Linked DNA regions of Zea mays: all the other regions are linked to region 1. The links are chromatin contacts, called in public Hi-C maps. All regions are on one chromosome and are shown on one strand. Each heading gives the region's core, a stretch centred on a gene start, on an enhancer-like site or on the middle of the called end of the contact. The rest is flanking DNA. Distances are from core to core; before and after follow the strand shown.

Evidence for each region. Hi-C and Micro-C count contacts between places; a contact is called where the count stands out from the background.
Region 2: a contact with region 1 is called in a Hi-C map of ear, with 2.3 times the contacts expected there. The contact joins the promoter of LOC100275650 here to the promoter of LOC100240697 in region 1. A contact is called at or near these places in 2 of 25 Hi-C or Micro-C datasets (ear and tassel).
Region 3: a contact with region 1 is called in a Hi-C map of tassel, with 2.6 times the contacts expected there. The contact joins the promoter of LOC100193069 here to the promoter of LOC100240697 in region 1. A contact is called at or near these places in 3 of 25 Hi-C or Micro-C datasets (ear, endosperm and tassel).

The regions. Positions count from the first base shown.
Region 1 is chr10:60,894,469-60,897,356 of Zm-B73-REFERENCE-NAM-5.0, forward strand. LOC100240697 reads left to right here and starts at 1,399. Exons shown (of 6, transcript NM_001352184.1): 1 at 1,399-1,463; 2 at 1,564-1,652. The coding sequence starts at 1,616.
Region 2 is chr10:61,046,619-61,049,677 of Zm-B73-REFERENCE-NAM-5.0, forward strand. It overlaps LOC100275650, which reads left to right and starts at 1,382. Exons shown (of 3, transcript NM_001352589.1): 1 at 1,382-1,541; 2 at 1,623-1,819; 3 at 1,924-2,411. The coding sequence starts at 1,445. The coding sequence ends at 2,085.
Region 3 is chr10:61,121,163-61,124,207 of Zm-B73-REFERENCE-NAM-5.0, forward strand. LOC100193069 (V-type proton ATPase subunit D) reads left to right here and starts at 1,567. Exons shown (of 2, transcript NM_001138235.1): 1 at 1,567-2,590. The coding sequence starts at 1,746. The coding sequence ends at 2,555.

The sequences.
Region 1 (2,888 bases), core at 149-2,648:
TTTTACTTCATTTGAACATTTTAGTCGCAGGTTTGTCTAGCCATGGGTGTGATGTCGAGCATATTTTAGGTGACTCTACATTAATATGATTGTAAGCGACCTATTCAACCCTATGACGCGACCATAACAAACTCAATGAGCCCTTTGTGACCTAGTTAGTGGGAGATGAACTAGCGGAAGACCATTGTGGAACTATTGGAATCCAACTCTAGTTGGTAATCTCAAGGACACGCGTTTGCCTCCCCATGACCATACAAACAATGCGTGGACCGACAACATGAGCACGTGCACGAAAGTTGAATCTCCGGGTTCGTTCTAACCTACTCAATTGTGTTTTAGAGCTTACGTTTGGTGCCATGGATGTTTTAATGATTAAGAATTTTGGAGAGAACCATCAAGAATTTGGGAAAGGCCAAGGTGTCAAGGAGGAGCAACAAGGGCGTCCACAAGAGGAAGGGCATCAAGTCCGACTCAGCTGTGATTCCATCTTGGGTTCTAGGACCAGTCTGCACTAAAATGAATGCCTAGGACACATCTGGACTCTGATTGTGACAGACTTGATATGGTTGGAAAGATAAGAAGATTATCTAACCAACCCAAATGGTCCCACTATAAAATTCATTAAGTGCTGATTTGGTGACCATGGATTACGGGGGGATTGGAGGGGATTGAGGGGGAAATTAGTTTATTTCCCCCTCAATCCCCTCGTGATCTCTTGTCACCAAATCAACCCTCCGAGTCAATGGAAATATTGTCTGTTGGGCCATTGGACCATGTATCGTGTTAGAGCCTATTATGGATAATATTGTCTTTTTGCTAAGTTTTAGCTACTCTAACTCAGTTAATGAATTAACTGTTAGATGAGGTTTAACTAACAATTAGCTAAGATTGCAACGACTGCTATGCAAGCAGTCCTTCATTGCAAGCGTGCAAGCAAATCATCTGGTCCATTAGATCGTGATCCAACCATATGTCACATTTAACACTTAAACCCTTCCACCACCAGCTCAATAATCTTTATAAAAAAACCCCTAACAAACCATGATTATATCTGTGATTAGATCGTAATCTAATGAACCAGATGGTTTACTTGCACGCTTGCAAAGAAGGACTGCTTGCATAGCAGTCGTTGCCGCTAAGATTTTAACTAGGCTATTTAAAATCTTATGGTTAATTTTAGATGCTAAAAATTATGTAGAAAGGGTCAAACATGCCCTTAGCTTGGTGGGGCCCGCAAAGCCAATCCATTCGAGAGCAATCCAAGGAAACCAAGTCTCGTCCCACCTATCCCCGTGGGATTGTGTAGTGGGAAGGGGTACGTTAGCGTTTGCGTGCGCGTAGCAACTCCCCACGCAAAGCCGCCGCCGTTCCCTCTCGTCTTCCCCAGTTCCCCTACGCCGGTAATCCCACGTCCTATCAGCCGCCGATCCAGCCTTGCTTCCATCCATCCATCCATCCATCTCGTGAGCGCCGGCCACCGTCAATCGATTCGATTTGATCGTTCCCCTTCCCCGCGCCTCCTCGTTCCCCTGACCAGTCGCCCCGATTTTTTTTCTGTTCCAGGTCGCTTCTCTCTGTTCCGCGTGCGATCGAGTAGATCAAAAGGAGGAGGAGGATGGCGAGGAGTTCGTTCAAGTTGGAGCACCCCTTCGGTTCGTCTCTCGGGTTTCCGATCCCCTCATCAACGGGGTTAACTTGTTGTTGCTGCTGCTCGTGCTAGGGCCTCGGTCCTCAGGCTAGTACTGGTAGACGCTGCCGCGTGCGGACCCATCCAGCAAACGATCCGTTGAATTTTAATAGGTTAATAAAGCGAAACTTTGTCGGGTATTGGCCTGTGCTACCATGTCAGGGTTTCGCGATCCTGCGGTGGTTAGATTCTTTTGTTTTGGTTTCTAGGTTGAGCTAGAATCTGCAGCTTTGCCGGACTGCTCGTAGTAATCTGTAGCCTGGATTGTTGGAACTTGATGAAGGTTGCGGACTTGCGGTTCAAATTCGCTAGGCTACCCACAGTTTGTTGTTCTGGCTCAGATCAATTATCTGCTTGTTCTGTGGCGGACCTAGAAATCTTAGAGAGCTTGGGCAATTATAGTACTCATACTATAAACATATAGCTTCGCCTAATTTTTAACCATGTTTAAACACGTTTACAAGTTCATTAGCACTAATGGAGGAGTCTGGGCAAGAGCCCAGGCTCGCCTGCACTTGGCAGCGTAACATGAATACATGATCATGTAGAGTTCTTACAAACTCTAGCAACTAGTAAATTCCTTCCTCTGTATTTGGTACTCTTTAGTTGCTAAATTTTCTGGACGCACACGCAACCTGTAACTCTCCAATCTTAGGCTGTACCTACATCCAGGGAATGTGTGGTCTGTTTCTGTGCATGTCTTACCATTAGCTTGTTCTTATTCACCACTTGCCTGTCTCATGTAGATATTTTGGTTTCTTTATACAGATGTACATGTACCCATTCATCTTAGAATCTGCAGGTTTGCCGGACTGCTCGTAGTAATCTGTAGGCTGGATTGATGGAACTTGATGAAGGTTGCGTTTCAAATTTGCTAGGCCACCCACAATTTGTAGTTTGTTGTTCTGACTCAGATCAATTCTCTGCTTGAAGCAGTGGCGGGCCCAGAAATCTTGGGCAAATATAGTACTCACACTATAAGTTTATATAGCTTTGCCCAAGCTTGCCTGCGCTTGGGTCCACTCTTGGCTTGTAGCAGTGTAACATGAATACATGATCATGTAGAGTTTATACAAACTCTAGCAACTAGTAAATTCCTTCCTCTGTATTTGGTACACTTAATTGCTAAATTTTCTGGACGCACACACAACCTGTAACTCTCCAGTGTCCATTTATTTATCTTCAATCTTAGTAGGTTTAG
Region 2 (3,059 bases), core at 132-2,631, 150 kb after region 1:
TTATTTGATGAAACGAATTCAAATACAGATAGATAATATCCGTGTCATTTACATCCAAGTAGAGAGCCAAACAGGGAAGCCCATATGTTATTAGCAAAGTTTGCTTCACGATCGTCATGTATTTCTTTGTTCTTGCTGTGTATGCTGTAGCAACTAGTTGGGCCTCAACGGGTCGGTGGTGGACCCGAAGACTTGGCAACCCAGCTCAAGCCCGTCTCCTCCTCTTGTCAACCGCAACGTTATCCGCATCACCCCCTTCCGTAGGAGAAACGGACTTAGGTGCTCAGCTGACGCCGGTCGCCTCGCAGTGGCAAGTGCCCGCGCGATGCAGCAGATAATCAGCGCCTGCAAGCTGCCTCACACGCAACGGGCCGCCGCGTTCCTGCCGCCGAGGCCATCGCTCAGGCGCCTAGACAGGCCAGGTGACAGATTGCGTATAATATATCTCGCAAGCACACTTCAGTCTCACTCTGTCAAGTGGCACTGCAGTCGGAGTGGCGCAGGCGGCGCTGTCCTTCTGTCAGACCGGTCAGTGGAGCAGCGAAGTGACGGCGGTCACTTCGGCTCTGCCGGGGGGCGCGCGTCAGGATAAAGGTGTCAGGCCACCTTTGCGTTAAATGCCCCTGCGACTCGGTCAGTCGGTGCGGCGATTTAGTTAGGGTTGCTTCTCAACGAAGGCAAGGCCTCGGGCGAGCCGGAGATGTGTCCGCCGTTAAAGGGGGGCCTCGGGCGAGACGGAAATCTCTCGGGGTCGGCTGCCCTTGTCCGAGGCTAGGCTCGGGCGAGGCGTGATCAAGTCGCTCGTATGGACTGATCCTTGACTTAATCGCACACATCAGGCCTCTGCAGCTTTATGCTGATGGGGGTTACCAGCTGAGAATTAGGCGTCTTGAGGGTACCCCTAATTATGGTCCCCGACAGATATGTATATAAATCGGATACGGATCGGATACTGAACACACGGGCTTAGATATGGATCGAATCTCAGCTCTATTAGACCTTGTTCGTTTCTGTCGGATTGGTGGGCCGGAACGAATCCTAACCGGATTGCTTTTCTAATTTATATAAACTTTGATTGAGTGGAACGATTTCGGGTGCAATCCGACACAAACGAACAAGGCCTTAGATGGATCGAATTCAAATACGGATAGATAATATCCGTGCCACTTACCTCCAAGTAGAGAGTCAAACAGCGAAGCCCATATGTTAGCAAAGTTTGCTTCAAGGTCGTTATGTATTTCTTTGTTCTTGCTGTGTATGCTGTAGCAACTAGTTGGGCCTCAACGGGTCGGTGGTGGACCTAAAGACTTGGCAACCCAGCTCAAGCCCGTCTCCTCCTCCTCTTGTCAACCGCAACGTTATCCGCATCACCCCCTTCCGTAGGAGAAACGGACTGAGGTGCTCAGCTGACGCCGGTCGCCTCGCAGTGGCAAGTGCCCGAGCGATGCAGCAGATAATCAGCGCCTGCAAGCTGCCTCACACGCAACGGGCCGCCGCGTTCCTGCCGCCGAGGCCATCGCTCAGGCGCCTTCCAGTCCCAGGTTTAGACAGGCCAGGTGACAGATTGCGTATAATATATCTCGCAAGCACACTGTCCTGACTTCATATGCGATTTTCAGCAGGAGGTGCGCCGCCGCCGCGGCGATTGGTGGTCAGGAGGAGATGCCAGGAAGAGAATAAGCAGCAGCAAGAGGCCGAGGAGGGAAGCGGCGCTGACGAGCAGGAGCAGCAGAAGAGAACGTTCCTGAGCCTGGAGGAGGCCGGGCTGGTGGAGATGTCCGGACTCAGCACGCACGAGCGCTTCCTCTGCCGCCTCACCGTAAGTGCAGACTTGCAGTGACTGTGACTCCGATCGAGACCAGGCGTATATCTGCCATGAGTGATCGAATGGCTGCCATTTGCTCTGTGTGTTTTTTTTTTCAGATATCGTCTCTGAACCTCCTGAGAGTGATCTCGGAGCAGGAGGGCGTCCCGATAGAGGAGCTCAACGCCGGGCGCGTCTGCGACTGGTTCCTCAAGGACAAGCTCAAGAGAGAGCAGAACGTCGGCACCGCCGTCTTGCAGTGGGACGACCCTGGCTTCTAGCTAGTTCCAGCTTCGTTCTGAGCCAATGATCATGCTATTCTACACTGCAGCGCACGCAGGGGCTATATATTTCAGGGCTTCAGGCCCTTCACGGGATGAGCAACCAATGCCACATGTTCAGTAATCTCAGAATTTCAGTTTCAAGAATGGGCGCATCAATCCTGGCCATTCCATTTATATATCTTTCGGTTTGGTTTCATCTTTACAAATTTTCTGTAGCGACGAACATTTTTCCTGTGCGGAAAATGGGAAAGGAATTTACGGGTAAACTGATTTTGGGAGATAGATCGAGTTTCTTGCAAATAAATTCTGTCAGCTCCAATTTATCTCCTCTGATCGTTAATCCGGTTATTCAATCGAAACCAAAGCCGGTTAAAGTTCTCTATAACCGGTACGAATAATCTGAAGGAATATTGTACTCTCTCCCTTCTTTTTTATTTTTCACGTTTTAGTTCAAAAATAAACTAGACGACGACAAATATTCGAGAACGAAGATATTAGTATGGAAAGCGGAGAAGCCGCCGCTGCCCCACTCCCCCCTCTGAGCCCTCTCTCTCCACCTCGACGCTGCCAGAGGGGTTGGCCACAATGCCCACGCAGATCCCATGATAGTGGCGGTGAGGCATCCGCCTTGTTGGCGTCACGAGCATCCAGATCCATGTGGGGAGGGAACTCGCGGCTGGGGCGTGGTCTTGGTGATTGTGGCAGAGCCGTGCACCCACATGGGCGTTGCGGGTGGAGGCATGGTGGCGGTGGTGATGCAGCTCGCGGAGGCTGTTGGCGGTCCGAGCGGATTAGCATCGTGGTCGACCGTTGCAGCCATCTTCTTGTTCGGTTACGCCAATCCAGAAGGGGATTGAAGGGGATTAAATCCCCTGAATTTTCATAACCGAATAAGCCCTTACGCGGCTCTGGGCGGCTGCTGTTAACGGCTCGGGGAGGTGCTGCAGGGGCCATGCGCTAGCTGCCGTCGG
Region 3 (3,045 bases), core at 317-2,816, 230 kb after region 1:
GTAGGCGATATACGCGATTGAACACTAAATTGCAGATCCACTCAAGATTTCATACCGTGATTCCTGGTTCGACAAATGGTAACGAAGTCTGTCGCGTAGGACAGTTCGGTAAGGCCAAGAGACCTGCCGGCTTGACGAAGAGTTGATGCAGATCTGATTCGGCAGCAACGTCGAGGTAGAGCGTGCTGATAACGTGTTGAGAACTACGTTACCACGGATCACCAGATCCGCTCCCTTTCCTCCCGTCAACAGTAGAGGCGCAAGAAGCTGTAGAGTACCCGTCTCACTTTCCATAAACACGACAGAGGAAACATACGAGACACGATATATGATTGGGCATCTGGCCTCTTTCTGATCTTTGTATTATGAAAGGGTGTACATGTTCCTTATATATAGAGATGTGAGACCACTTAGGAGCAAAGCCAGTATTTGCCCACATAACTCTGACTAGGGTTACTTAACAGCTAACAGATGGGTCCCGCTAGCCAGTGATGGCGCACACGGTGATTCGCGGTGTAGGTGCGAGACACTGGCCGGTTTGGCCCACTGGTCGGCACGCGAAATGATCTTTGGACCGTGCGGCGTGGAGTAAATAGTGAGATGGGCTGAGCTGGGCCATGCTGGTAGGGGAGAGGGGTTGGCTGACTGGGCCGACTCAGGTAAAAAGGGCTCACGAGGCTGCTGGTTGTTTCTCTTTTTCTTTTCTATTTTATTTTCCTATCAAATTAGATTCAAATTCAAATTTTGAATTAAATTCATATAGAGTTCAACCTTCAAGTGAATTTAAGTGCACAAAAAAAATATCCAGAATGAGATGAAAAAATATAATTTTATTTATTCATTTATTTAATTGGATATGCCTTAATGATAAATCACACACTAAGCAAAAAATTATTTCTCCATAACAAAGGAACTACTTAACCAACTTAAATTTACATTTTAGGGTTTACAGATGGATTTTGACTTGATATAGATTTAAACCGACTCAATAACATCCAATTCACATAGATTGAAGAACAATCGAACAACACACTAAGGGGTAAGTAAATGGGGTATGAGAGATGATGCGAAATTCTGCTGCGAAATTCACCACCTTCTCAACGCAAAATTGGCCCACTCCAGTTTTGTGGTCGCGCGTGTGACAAGCAACAGTATCATCGAATTGAGCCCACGGCTCGACCCGCTGTGACCTACCCATCTAGCCACGAGTCGATATTTCTGAACCCAACTAGTTAGAATATTTCCAACAATGTTTTAAATCGCCTTAAATTAAAATATAGGGCTCTACATAGGAAAAAAACTCCAGCAATGCCTTATTTATTAAAATTTGGTCAAAAAGGTACTTTCAAGTGCCTTAAACATACTACATCGTAATAGGCTACCCTATAATCTATATTTGATGCTTTACCGTTGAAGCGGAATGTTTTATTGGTGCCATAAATTTTATAAAATATATTTATTTTTAAATTATAAGCTATTTTTATAAGTCATGTTGTCGTTGGATATGCTCTTACGGCCCAATTATTTTTTCATCTAAAATTTCGCCAATTCTGCTGCAATTCACCACCGTCCCCAATTCCCCATCTCCTCGCCGATCCAACACAACCCCACCTTCACATCAAGCAGTACACCGTCGTGTCCCCGATCCAGCCACACGAGTCGACACTCGACACAGGCCCGCGATCCCCTCCCCCTCTTCCTTCTCCGGATTCGCGGCGATCTAGCCGGCGGCGGGCGGCGCAGCGATGGCGGGGCAAAACCAGCGGCTCAACGTCGTGCCGACGGTGACGATGCTCGGCGTCATGAAGGCGCGGCTCGTCGGCGCCACCCGCGGTCACGCGCTGTTGAAGAAGAAGTCCGACGCGCTCACGGTCCAGTTCCGCGCCATCCTCAAGAAGATCGTCGCCGCCAAGGAGTCCATGGGCGAGACGATGCGCGCCTCCTCCTTCTCCCTCGCCGAGGCCAAGTACGTCGCCGGCGACGGCGTCCGTCACGTCGTCCTCCAGTCCATCCGCGCCGCCTCCGTCCGCGTTCGATCTCACCAGGAGAATGTCGCCGGGGTCAAGCTCCCGAAGTTCACTCACTTCGTCGACCCCGCCGCGGCATCCGGGGGGCCCTCCAACGCGTCTCCGAGCCTTACGGGCCTCGCCCGCGGCGGGCAGCAGGTCGCCGCCTGCCGCGCCGCGCACGTCAAGGCCATCGAGGTGCTCGTCGAGCTCGCCTCGCTCCAGACCTCCTTCCTCACGCTCGACGAGGCCATCAAGACCACCAACCGCCGCGTCAACGCGCTCGAGAATGTCGTGAAGCCCAGGATCGAGAACACCATCAGCTACATCAAGGGGGAGCTCGACGAACTCGAGCGCGAGGACTTTTTCAGGCTCAAGAAGATCCAGGGCTACAAGAAGAGGGAGATCGAGCGCCAGATGGCCAACGCCAGGCTTTTCGCAGAGGAACAGCTCGCCGAGGATCTCGCGCTCAAGAGGGGCATCTCCGTGGGGGCTGCGGCAAATCTGCTGGCTGCTGGAGGGGAGAAGGACGACGACATCATCTTTTGATCGCCTCTTTCCATGCTCATCCAATCATTCAATCGGTGCGTAGAATCATCAAAGCCTTATTCTGGATCTGGTTTTAGAACATCCACAATGTGTTTCCTCTCATGTTTTTTTTTTCTTCTGTGAAGACTGCTGATGTAGTTGCTTTGATTGTACAATATCAATCGTGTATTTCAATTAATTAGTAGATGCATCCAAATTACCTTCCCTAGATGTGTGACCCAAAAGTGTTCATGCCTGTGATAATTCATCTGAATTTTGCTTGACATTAATGTGAACAAGATATGCTAACACAACCACATGGTTGATATTTCCATACATACATGGCATCAGTGTCTCACTTTACATAATGTACAGCATAATAGCTTGCAGATTGGTCGCATTGATTTTATTCCTGCATGCGATAGTTTATTTGAACTCTAAAGTGAGACACTCGCAGATTTGTTCATGGAAAACAAATATTTTGTAATGACGAACACATTGATTTATTCAT